2 separate regions of the Sus scrofa genome follow, and region 2 is linked to region 1. Evidence: chromatin contacts called from public promoter capture Hi-C data. All regions are on one chromosome and are shown on one strand. Each heading gives the region's core, a stretch centred on a gene start, on an enhancer-like site or on the middle of the called end of the contact. The rest is flanking DNA. Distances are from core to core; before and after follow the strand shown.

The links. Promoter capture Hi-C pulls out the DNA fragments that hold promoters and counts their contacts.
Region 2: a promoter capture Hi-C map of fetal liver shows a contact between it and region 1, with 2.9 times the contacts expected there. The contact joins the promoter of PCYT2 here to the promoter of CENPX in region 1. A contact is called at or near these places in 3 of 5 promoter capture datasets (fetal liver, fetal skeletal muscle and liver), 16 of 47 Hi-C or Micro-C datasets (alveolar macrophages, brain, differentiating spermatogonia and 9 more) and 2 of 2 datasets of contacts at active chromatin or transcription factors (alveolar macrophages and skeletal muscle).

What each region holds. Positions count from the first base shown.
Region 1 is chr12:989,754-994,202 of Sscrofa11.1, forward strand. CENPX (centromere protein X) reads left to right here and starts at 1,865. Exons shown (of 4, transcript XM_021066397.1): 1 at 1,865-1,997; 2 at 3,746-3,797; 3 at 4,311-4,390. The coding sequence starts at 1,968. It overlaps LRRC45 (leucine-rich repeat-containing protein 45), which reads right to left and starts at 1,758. Exons shown (of 17, transcript XM_021066372.1): 1 at 1,107-1,758; 2 at 596-657; 3 at 172-242. The coding sequence starts at 1,326.
Region 2 is chr12:1,082,193-1,086,641 of Sscrofa11.1, forward strand. PCYT2 (ethanolamine-phosphate cytidylyltransferase) reads left to right here and starts at 2,224. Exons shown (of 13, transcript XM_021066429.1): 1 at 2,224-2,428; 2 at 4,270-4,358. The coding sequence starts at 2,340. SIRT7 (sirtuin 7) reads left to right here. Exons shown (of 10, transcript NM_001114272.1): 9 at 1-101; 10 at 1,239-1,689. The coding sequence ends at 1,437.

The sequences.
Region 1 (4,449 bases), core at 615-3,114:
ATGGGCTGCACCAGGCTCGAGAGGCTGTGGTAAAGAGGCTGGAGCCTCGAGAAACACTCACCCCCGTCCATGCGCAGCCCAGGAAGACTGGCGCGCAGGAGTGCACCGCGTCCTCTGGAGCCAACCCAGAGCCATGCTGAGAAGGAGCAAAGGCTGGGACCGCCACCTCACCTCTGGATGGACTTGTTCTGTCGGAGGAGTTTTCCCAGAGCCTCAGCTCCTGCAGCGCGAAGGTTATTGCCCTAGAACAGGAAGAGGCCAGCCCGTCATTCCTGGAGTCCTGGGCCGGGCTCCGAACACCCTCATTGGGAAGTGGGTGAGGTCACAGCGAGCTATGGGCGGGAAGCGCGGAATCCTTTCAGATTCTGCTTTCCCTGACCACAGTGGCCCCCTGATGCAGGCTCTTGGTTTGCTGTGGAATGCTCTGGAACTCACATTCCTGCCCTCAGAACACTGGCACACGTGCAGGAGACTGAGAGTCAGTGCGTACAGACACCATCTCTCGCCGCCATCGGGATCCCCGGGCCCCAGGACAACTGCAGCTTCGCTACTCTCCCTGGCCGGGGGGCAGGGCCCTAAGCGCAGATCCACCCACCTTTAGATCCAGAAACCGCACCACGGTGTTGACACACAGTCCCTGCAGCAACATCGTGGCTCCTGTAAGGGACCAGGACAGTCACTCTCCGCTCCTGGTGGCTCCATCAGGGGCAGCTCCCCAGACGGAGGGAAGGGACGAGGGTCCCCGACCAGCCAGGGTTCATGCCAAAAATGAGTCAGTCGCCCCACTCCTGTGTCAGGTTTGACACGCGGCAGGTGCGGAGTCCGGCTGCAGACCCCCCCCCATGCGGACTCTCCTAAGCCAGCTGGCTGGGGGCGCTAAGGTTTTTTCGCTACAGAGAGATGCTCCCCAGTTTCCCGAGTGAATGCTGCTGCTTGCTTTGACTACAGTGAAGGGGAGACTCCCAAAGAAGAGGACAGGCGGGCCACCGAGCACCAAGGCCTGGGGGTGCTGAGCAGCAGGGCAAACAAGCCCAGGGACGCCGACCCCTGCCCGCCCTTCGAAGCTGCAAGGGCTGCTGTGGCCACTGCGGTCCGTCGGTGCCCACCCTCGTCGCTCAGCATGCAGTCACTCAGGACCAGTTCCGTCAGCAGCGCCTCCTTCTGCAGCAGCTTGCCCAGAGCCCTGCAGGTGTCCAGCGTCAAGCTCTGTGTGGCCAGGTCCAGCCGGCCCCGCAGCAGCCCGTGCAGCCGCTGCAGGACGGCCTCCTGGGGCTCGGCCCCGCTCTCCTTGCACAGCCGGCTGTAGGCGCGCTGGAGCTCCTCCATGAGGGAAGGGCTGGCGGGGCTTCCGGCAAAGCTCCCAGACAGGCCTCACCCGGAGGCGGGGAGGCTGGGGAAGTGGGCTGCTGGCTCCTGCTCCCCTGCCCCAGTCCTTGCTGGCTGTAAGCCTCCCCCTGGGGTCTACGGAGAGCCCCCGACAGCGCAGGGGGGCGCACACAGACCCTACGCCCTCAGCAACCGCGGAATGAGGAGCAAACAGTTGCTTCAACTGGCGGGAGGCCCCGAGAGGGCGGGGGCGGGTGATCCTCGGGGTCGCCGAAGCCCAGGATCCGGGAGGAGGATGCTCTCGGGGGCGGGGCGTCTAGCGGAGGGGCCGCTCCCGCCCCCGCCCCAGGCCTCGCGCCTAGGAACCCCGCCCGCTTGCCGCGGGGGCTGGCGGCCGCGGTGCCCCTCAGTATCCAGGAAGAGCGGGGCGCGCCGGGAAGGCCTGGCGGAAACTACGACTCCCAGGACGCTTTGCGGGGGCGGTGCGCTCGCTTAGGACCAATTAGGGCGAGGGAGTGGGCGCGCGCGGCGACCCCATTGGCTGGGGGGCGCAGGGGCGAGGCTTCAGAAGGCGCGCTACGGGTCGATTGGCTGGAGGCGCGGGGGCCGGGCTTCTGAGAACGCACAACTTGGCGGCGGTCATGGAGGAAAGCGGCACGGGCTTCCGGAAAGTGAGCGAGGGACTGCGAGGCGGGGCGGAGCGGGACGGGCTAGGGGGCTCGGGGAAGGCACTGGGAGCGAGCTCGGGGCCCGGCCCCCTGCGTGAGCCACGTGTGGGCCCTAAACCAGTCCCCGTCCTGCCGGCCGGTACCTTCTAGGGTCGGCCCATTCCCAGAATCGGCCACGACCCCCATCCCGCGCGTACTTAGTCCTCCGTGGCCCGAGTGGGTGGGTCGCTAGGCCGGCAGGCTCGGTTCCCAAACCCTTCGGGCTGTGAGTGGTCTCTGGGTTTCGCTTTGTTGCTCTGCGCTAAGGGTAGGAAGCACTGAGCTTTTGATAGCAGCCCTTTGTGTACCTGGGTGAGGACTTCCTTGTCCAGCCAGCCCCTAGTGGGGGAGTTCTCCCTCTTCACCCTGGATGGCCACTTTGCCCAGGCCTAGAAGGAGTTAATGCGTCAAAGGGGAAATCACTGAGGCTGGGCCCTCCCTGCACTGTAATAGCTGCAGAGGGGAGCACTGGCTGGGCCTCCTTCTTGGGATCCTGGGCAGCTCTGGAGTCCTAGCCCTGAGGCCTCGGGCTAGAGCTGGGGTTGCCGTCATTACCCACGAGCAGGCCTGTCCCAGGCGAGGGGCACGGGGCCGGGGTGGGGGGTTGTGGTCCTCCACACAGAGAGACAGAGGCTGACCAAATCCCAGATCTCATGCTGCCCTTTGCAAGCTTGGGGACCCCCCTCTCCCAGCTGGTGCTGGCTCCTTTAGTTGTCAGGGTAAGCCGGTGCAGCAGCTGCTCCCCAGGTGGCAGCCTGGCTCTTTCAGCTCTTCCCTGGAGTCTGGGATCTAGTGGGGCAGCAGGGCCTTCTGGGCTTTCTTGGTGGGACCAGCAGGTGGCGCCAAGCTCGCGCGCTCACTCTGGGAGGGTGCGCGAGGCCGCTGCGACGCTGCCGCAGGTACGGGCTGCTGCAAGCTCTCACCCTCCTGAGCCCTGGCCGGGGCAAGCTCCGCTCCCCGTCACGCGCGCTGCTCTCCCGCTTTGCTCAGCAGCTCTGGGCGAGGCCGTGCCATCTCCCGTGGACAAGGCTGGAGGCCTGGAGGGTCCCAGCACACCTTGCCTGCACAACACCCCGTCTGGGCTCCCCCTGCTGCTGTCCTCTTGGCCCCTCGTTCACAGCCTCTCTCGTCTGGCCTCCACCCTCAGCAACCTTCCCCGGTTCTCATCACCAGCGTCTGCCATCTCTCAGGCCCAGCTGCCCACTGGCTGCTCTACCTGGGCTCCTTGGGTGTGTCCCTCACGAAAATGTTCCGAGCTGAGCTGAGTTGCTGGCCCGAGTCCATCTCCTCTCAGTGGTGCCGTCCTCTGGGGCTCAAGCTCCCCCTTGAGGAGACTGGGCCTTGCCCCGCATTTGGCCCATCCTTGCTGTTCAGGAAGTCCCGCTGGTAGCCTGGGCTCCGTCCCTGACCTTGACCGCCCAGCTCCAAGGTTCCTATGGTGCCCTTCCCCACCAGTTACGGGAAGATGCTGTCCATGTTGGCGTGGACAGACCCGTGAAGGGCTCACAGTGGGAGAGCGCCTCGTCCCTGGGCCAGAAGCACGAAACCACTCTGGTCCCGCCGGGAGCCTCCCAGGGAGCGGTCTCCCCGCTGCCCAGTCCCCAGCCCCGGAGAGAGAGCACTTCTAGTGGCAATTACCAGCCTGTCCCATCCAGGACTCAAAGCCTAAAGGGTGGGGTCAGTGGCCCACCTGACACCTCCTTTGTCCCCAGGAGCTAGTGAGCAAGCTGCTGCACCTGCACTTCAAGGATGACAAGACCAAAGGTGCGCGGACCGGAGGCTGGGGTGGGGGCGGGGGAGGCGGGCAGCCAGGCACCGGGACCCTGCACTGCAGCTCTGCAGGGCCAGGGCCTTTGGCCACTGGACACGAAGCACGTGAGCCGGGTCAGAAGCGGCAGGGACAAAAGTGGGGAGGCAGGGAGAGGGCGTGTCCGTGACCCGCTCCCTTCCCCACCTTGCAGTCAGCGGGGACGCGCTGCAGCTCACGGCCGAGCTGCTGAAGGTCTTCGTTGTGGGTGAGCGGAGGGCCCGGCAGGGTCCTCGGGGTCCCGTCCTGCTTGCCCAGACCACCGTGATCCCTTTACACTGTGGTGTTTGGTGGGGAAACCTGGGCACACTCCCACTTTCCCACAAACACCCCAGCTCTGTGTCCCTGGAAAGCGGTGTTTCAGGCCCGACCCCGGTTCTGAGCTGTCAGCTGGCACGGGGGTGGGGCAGCAGCGGGCCCAAAGCCCAGGGCTTGGGGTTCCGCCGTCGCTGCTCACCTGTGTCCTGCAGAAGCGGCCGTCCGCAGCGTCCGGCAGGCCCAGGCGGAGGACCTGACCCGCGTGGATGTGGACCAGCTGGAGAAGGTGCTGCCTCAGCTGGTAGGTGCGCCTCCGGGAGCGGGGCCTGGTCCAGGCGCTGTGGGGGCTGG
Region 2 (4,449 bases), core at 974-3,473, 93 kb after region 1:
CCGAAGGATGACTGGGCGGCCCTGAAGCTGCACGGGAAGTGTGACGACGTCATGCGGCTGCTCATGGACGAGCTGGGCCTGGAGATCCCCCCCTACAGCAGGTGAGGGGCCGCGGGCCCAGCCCCCTCCCCTGCCCCGGTGTGGACGGGCTGTCTTGTCATCTTTCGTGAGCTGAGCGTAGAGAAAGCTCTGAGGTGATGCAGATGGCGTCTCAGGCGTGACTGCAGTGTGGTGGCCTCTGCAGGGCCTGGCCTGGCATTGCTGAGGTGCCCTGGCTGGTGTGGTTGGTTTCCTGCGGGGAGAGGGCATCTGCCAGGGTGTGCCTGGATGGCCCCTTCACCTCAGGGGGCCTGGACGGGAAGGTGCCTTGAAGGGACGTGCTCTCAGCAGCTCTGCTCGTCAGGATCTGGGTGCACTTGGCTTGGGGAGCTGGCGTACTTTGGGGGAGCTTAAGCAAACTGTGCCTTAATTCAGAATTTGCGATATTTAGACGTGGTGTGTGTGTGTGTGTGTGTGTTGAGTAAAAAAGTTTACACTTTCTTTCTCTGTGAATTTTCAGGGTCTTATAGGGGAAATCAATTACTTCTTTTAATGAAAGGGTTCAAGAATTAAGGATCCCTTCACCTTCTGGGCCTGGCAATTCTTGTATGTTATGTTTGTGGTGTTCTGTAATGTGGGCCTATCGTGTACTGTACCTTCGTTTTTTTTTTCCACATTAACTTAGCTCATTTTCTTTATCAGTGCTTATCTGTATCTTTAGTTTATAACGTGTGCTTCTACATCTCAGTCAGACACATGATCTCTCCGCGGTGTAGTGTTTAGGCGGCGCCTCCCTAGTCAGCTTCCCTCCCATCAAGTCTTGCGGGCTGGGAAGGGGAAGAGGGTCTGGTCCACCTGCCCCTGGCCATACAAGTGACAGGTGGGGCCCAGAGTTGTCTAGAGCCGCACCCCTCGAGAGGCCGCCGCCGCCGCCCCATCCCACATGTGCGCGGCCCCCTGGATCGCCGGGGAGGACTCACTTCTGCGGAGGCTGGGCTAGTCTGGGTGCTGCTGGCCTTTGAGCTCCGAGGGGACCTCGCCCCCCTTGCAGATGTTCTGGAGCTACCGGAGGCCAAGCCCAGTCACCGTTAAGACACGGGAGGGGCGCAGGGCCACCTCAGTCAGCTTCCTCGTCCTGGGGCGGGTTGCGACCGTGAGGGGCTCCCGGGGACACGTGACCCAGCTTTCCCTTTCTGTAGGTGGCAGGACCCCATCTTCTCCCTGGCGACTCCCCTGCGTGCGGGTGAAGAAGGCAGCCACAGTCGCAAGTCTCTGTGCAGGAGCCGAGAGGAGCCTGGGCCTGAGGACAGGGGCGCGCCACGTAGCTCGGCCCCCGCCCTGGGTGGCTGGTTTGGCAGGGGCTGCACCAAGCGAACCAAAAGGAAGAAAGTGACGTGAGCTGGTGCTTGACCGGGAACAATGATGGCACTTTGCAGACAGCCGGGACTCTCGTGCAGGGGCAGGTGGCACCATGGAGGCCAGGACTGCCCCCGAGAATGCTCTGGGGATGACATTCTCATCCTGACGTGTTTAGCCCTTTGTCCCGGGGGAAGCCTCCTTGCACTGCTGCGGCTGCCGCCCGCGCGGGCCAATAGTGGAAGACCCTCGGCCCGCGCAGCCTCTTCCCGAAGAGGGGGCAGCCACGTCTTCTGTGAGAACAGAACTCGGGTTATTGCACGCCTGGCCGGCCAAGAGGAAGCACACGCTGCCTTACCTCATTCATCAGGCTAGTCTCAGGGGCCTCGACCCTATTTCTACTACTTCTTACTGAGAATGTTAAATTCAAGGAAGCCTTTTTCTGTATTGGGTATGCTGCAAAGGGATGGTTTTGAGCCTTGGCGCTCAGCAGACCTTTTTATTATTAAACATCTCCGCACTGTCTTCCCCGTGTTACCGAGTGACTGCCCTTCTGAAGCTGCCGACGCGCGCGGACGCCTGGCGGGGCTCCCGGGGAGGGGGAGCGGGTGGATGCGCCCCACGTGGTCCTGCCCCGCCCCTCCGCCGGGCGGGAGCTGAGCGACGGTGCGCGCGCGCCATTGGCCTGGCGCGGAGGGGCGGGGTCTCCAGGGACCTGGACGCACCCCTCCTGGGCGGGGGGCGGGGCCGCCGTGGGGCGCGCGCGAGGGGTGAGGGGCGGGGCTTCGCACGCGGGGCAGGGCGGCGCTCGCCATTGGTTGCGCGCGGCGGGTGAGGCCCGCGTGACGGCGCGTGCGTGCGCGCGCGGGCGGGCGGGCGGCAGCGGGTCGGGAGTCGGCAGTCGGGAGTCGGGAGCCGGCGGGGCCGAGCAACGCCGCGGGGCTATGATCCGGAACGGGCACGAGACGGCGGGAGGCGCCGAGCGGCCAGGCCCGGGGGGCAGGCGCCCCGTGCGGGTGTGGTGTGACGGCTGGTGAGTGTGGCAGGGGGCGCGGGCGGGGGCGCGGCCGCGGTGGCCGCGGTGACCGCGGTGACCGCCTGCGCCAGGGCCCGAGCGGCCGACGAGCGCCGGGGCGGTGGGAGGCGGCGACTCGGCCACGGAGGACTCCTGGGCCCCAGGTCACCGCGCCCGCCGCGGGCAGCCCGGCTGCGGGTCGGTGGAAGCTTTCTCCGTATCTCTTTACGAATTCCTTTACCGGGCCGCTCCTTTTGCCACGTCTGTCGTTAAGCCGGAGAGCCAGCCAGGCGGTCCCACCTGTCTCGTGCACGGTGGTGGCGGAGGCAGCATGTTTGATCTTGATGACTTTAACCATTGCAGTGTCTGTCCTAGGAGCTCTCTTCTTCTGAAGAGCCAGGCACCCAGAGTTCTCCCTGTCCTGTTTCCAACTTAGCCAGGAAGATTCTCCTGGGCGTCTGGGCAGGAGCCGGCGCAGACGGTGTCTGATCTGTGCGAGACCCTAACGGAGCCCCCAGGCTCCTGGGGCCCGATCAGGAGGGTTACAGTGCCTAACTGTTCTCTCTTCTGACCAGCCGCACAGCCGGAGTGCTTGGAAGATAGGGTTGAGGCTGTCAGCAGCGAGGAGGAAAGTTTACCTCTGGTGATGAGTTGCCACCTCGGTTGTCTCCTCCGACGTTTACTGAACGGCGGCAGAATAAAAAAACCGTGTCTGGCTAGGCCAGGGCTTCAGGGGCCAGCACGCAGGGCTGCTGTACTCCTGGGCTTGCACCTGACTCACCTTGTGGAGGGGTGTGGCTTCATTTCCCAGGACTCTGACCTTGTGCCTGAGCAGGCCAGGCCCCTGCCCCAGCTAGTCGTGGCTGCAGGCCAGAGCGATGGGATGTGCCTGGACCCAGCACTACCCTGCAGTCTGCGCTGTGCACCCTCCTTCTGCCCAGCCCATCCAGTGGGCGCAGGGCTGGCTCGGCTCCTGAATTTGGACCCCCCTCTTTTTTTAGCCTAGGACCAGAGCTCTGGGACCCCACAGGCTTGTCTGCTGGGGCCCGGTGTGCTGTGACGGGGTCAGCAGGTGCTGTTGAGTAGAATGCTTCTGTGCACCTGCTGGTCTCGGTCACCAGGAGAAGGAGCGACAGCTCCACCTATTTGAAGGCAACACGAGGCTGGGAGGAGGCGAGCGTGAGGGCCCAGCTCAGGGCCCCCAGAAAAGTGGGGCTCCCCCCCGCCCCGCAATGGCCACCTGAGTGGGGCCGTGGGTGCTGTGTGTGGTTTCAGCTGAGAGTTCACTCTTGACCTGGCCTGGCTTTGAGGATGAAAGCGCTCTAACCAAGTGACAGGGTGGTGGGTGTTGGCCCCAGGGAGCAAAGTGTCTGAGTTTCCAGAGGCCAAGGGGGAGCAGGCAGGAGTCTGAAGCCAGCGATTGTTCTTCTTCGTTGCTTGGACTTTGTTTCCTGTTGGCCACAGGGACTGTGCCCTGTCTCGGGGGATACAGAGTTCAGTCCACCCCACATCATCGTGGGTTTATCCTACAGCCTGTGACAGTTTGCGCTTGTGAGGGGAGCGCCTGAGGACAGAGCGCCGTCCCAGTGTGGGGAGCAGAGGCTGTTCTGTGAACGCACCAGCCCTGGGGCTGCCAGGCCTTGTCCCCAGGCGCAGCTGCGCTTGCTGGGTCTGGCCCTGGGCCCGGGTACCAGCCATGTGGAGAGCCGAGCACCCCCCCACCCCCGGCAAAGCCCAGGCCCAGCCAGACCCTGGGAGCACTTAGTTCCCAGTGCTGGCTTCTCTGAGCTTCCCAAGGGTGATGCATTGGAGCAAAGCCCGCACCCGAGCGCCGGTGTGACGGCCCTGCCCTCCCACAGCTATGACATGGTACATTACGGCCACTCCAACCAGCTGCGCCAGGCACGGGCCATGGGCGACCACCTCATCGTGGGTGTGCACACCGACGGTAAGCCGGCTGCCGGGTCCCCAGGAGTGCGGCTCCCCAGGCTCGCCCCAGCCCAGCCCGAGCCGGGCCTCCCAGAGCTCTCTCTCCTGTC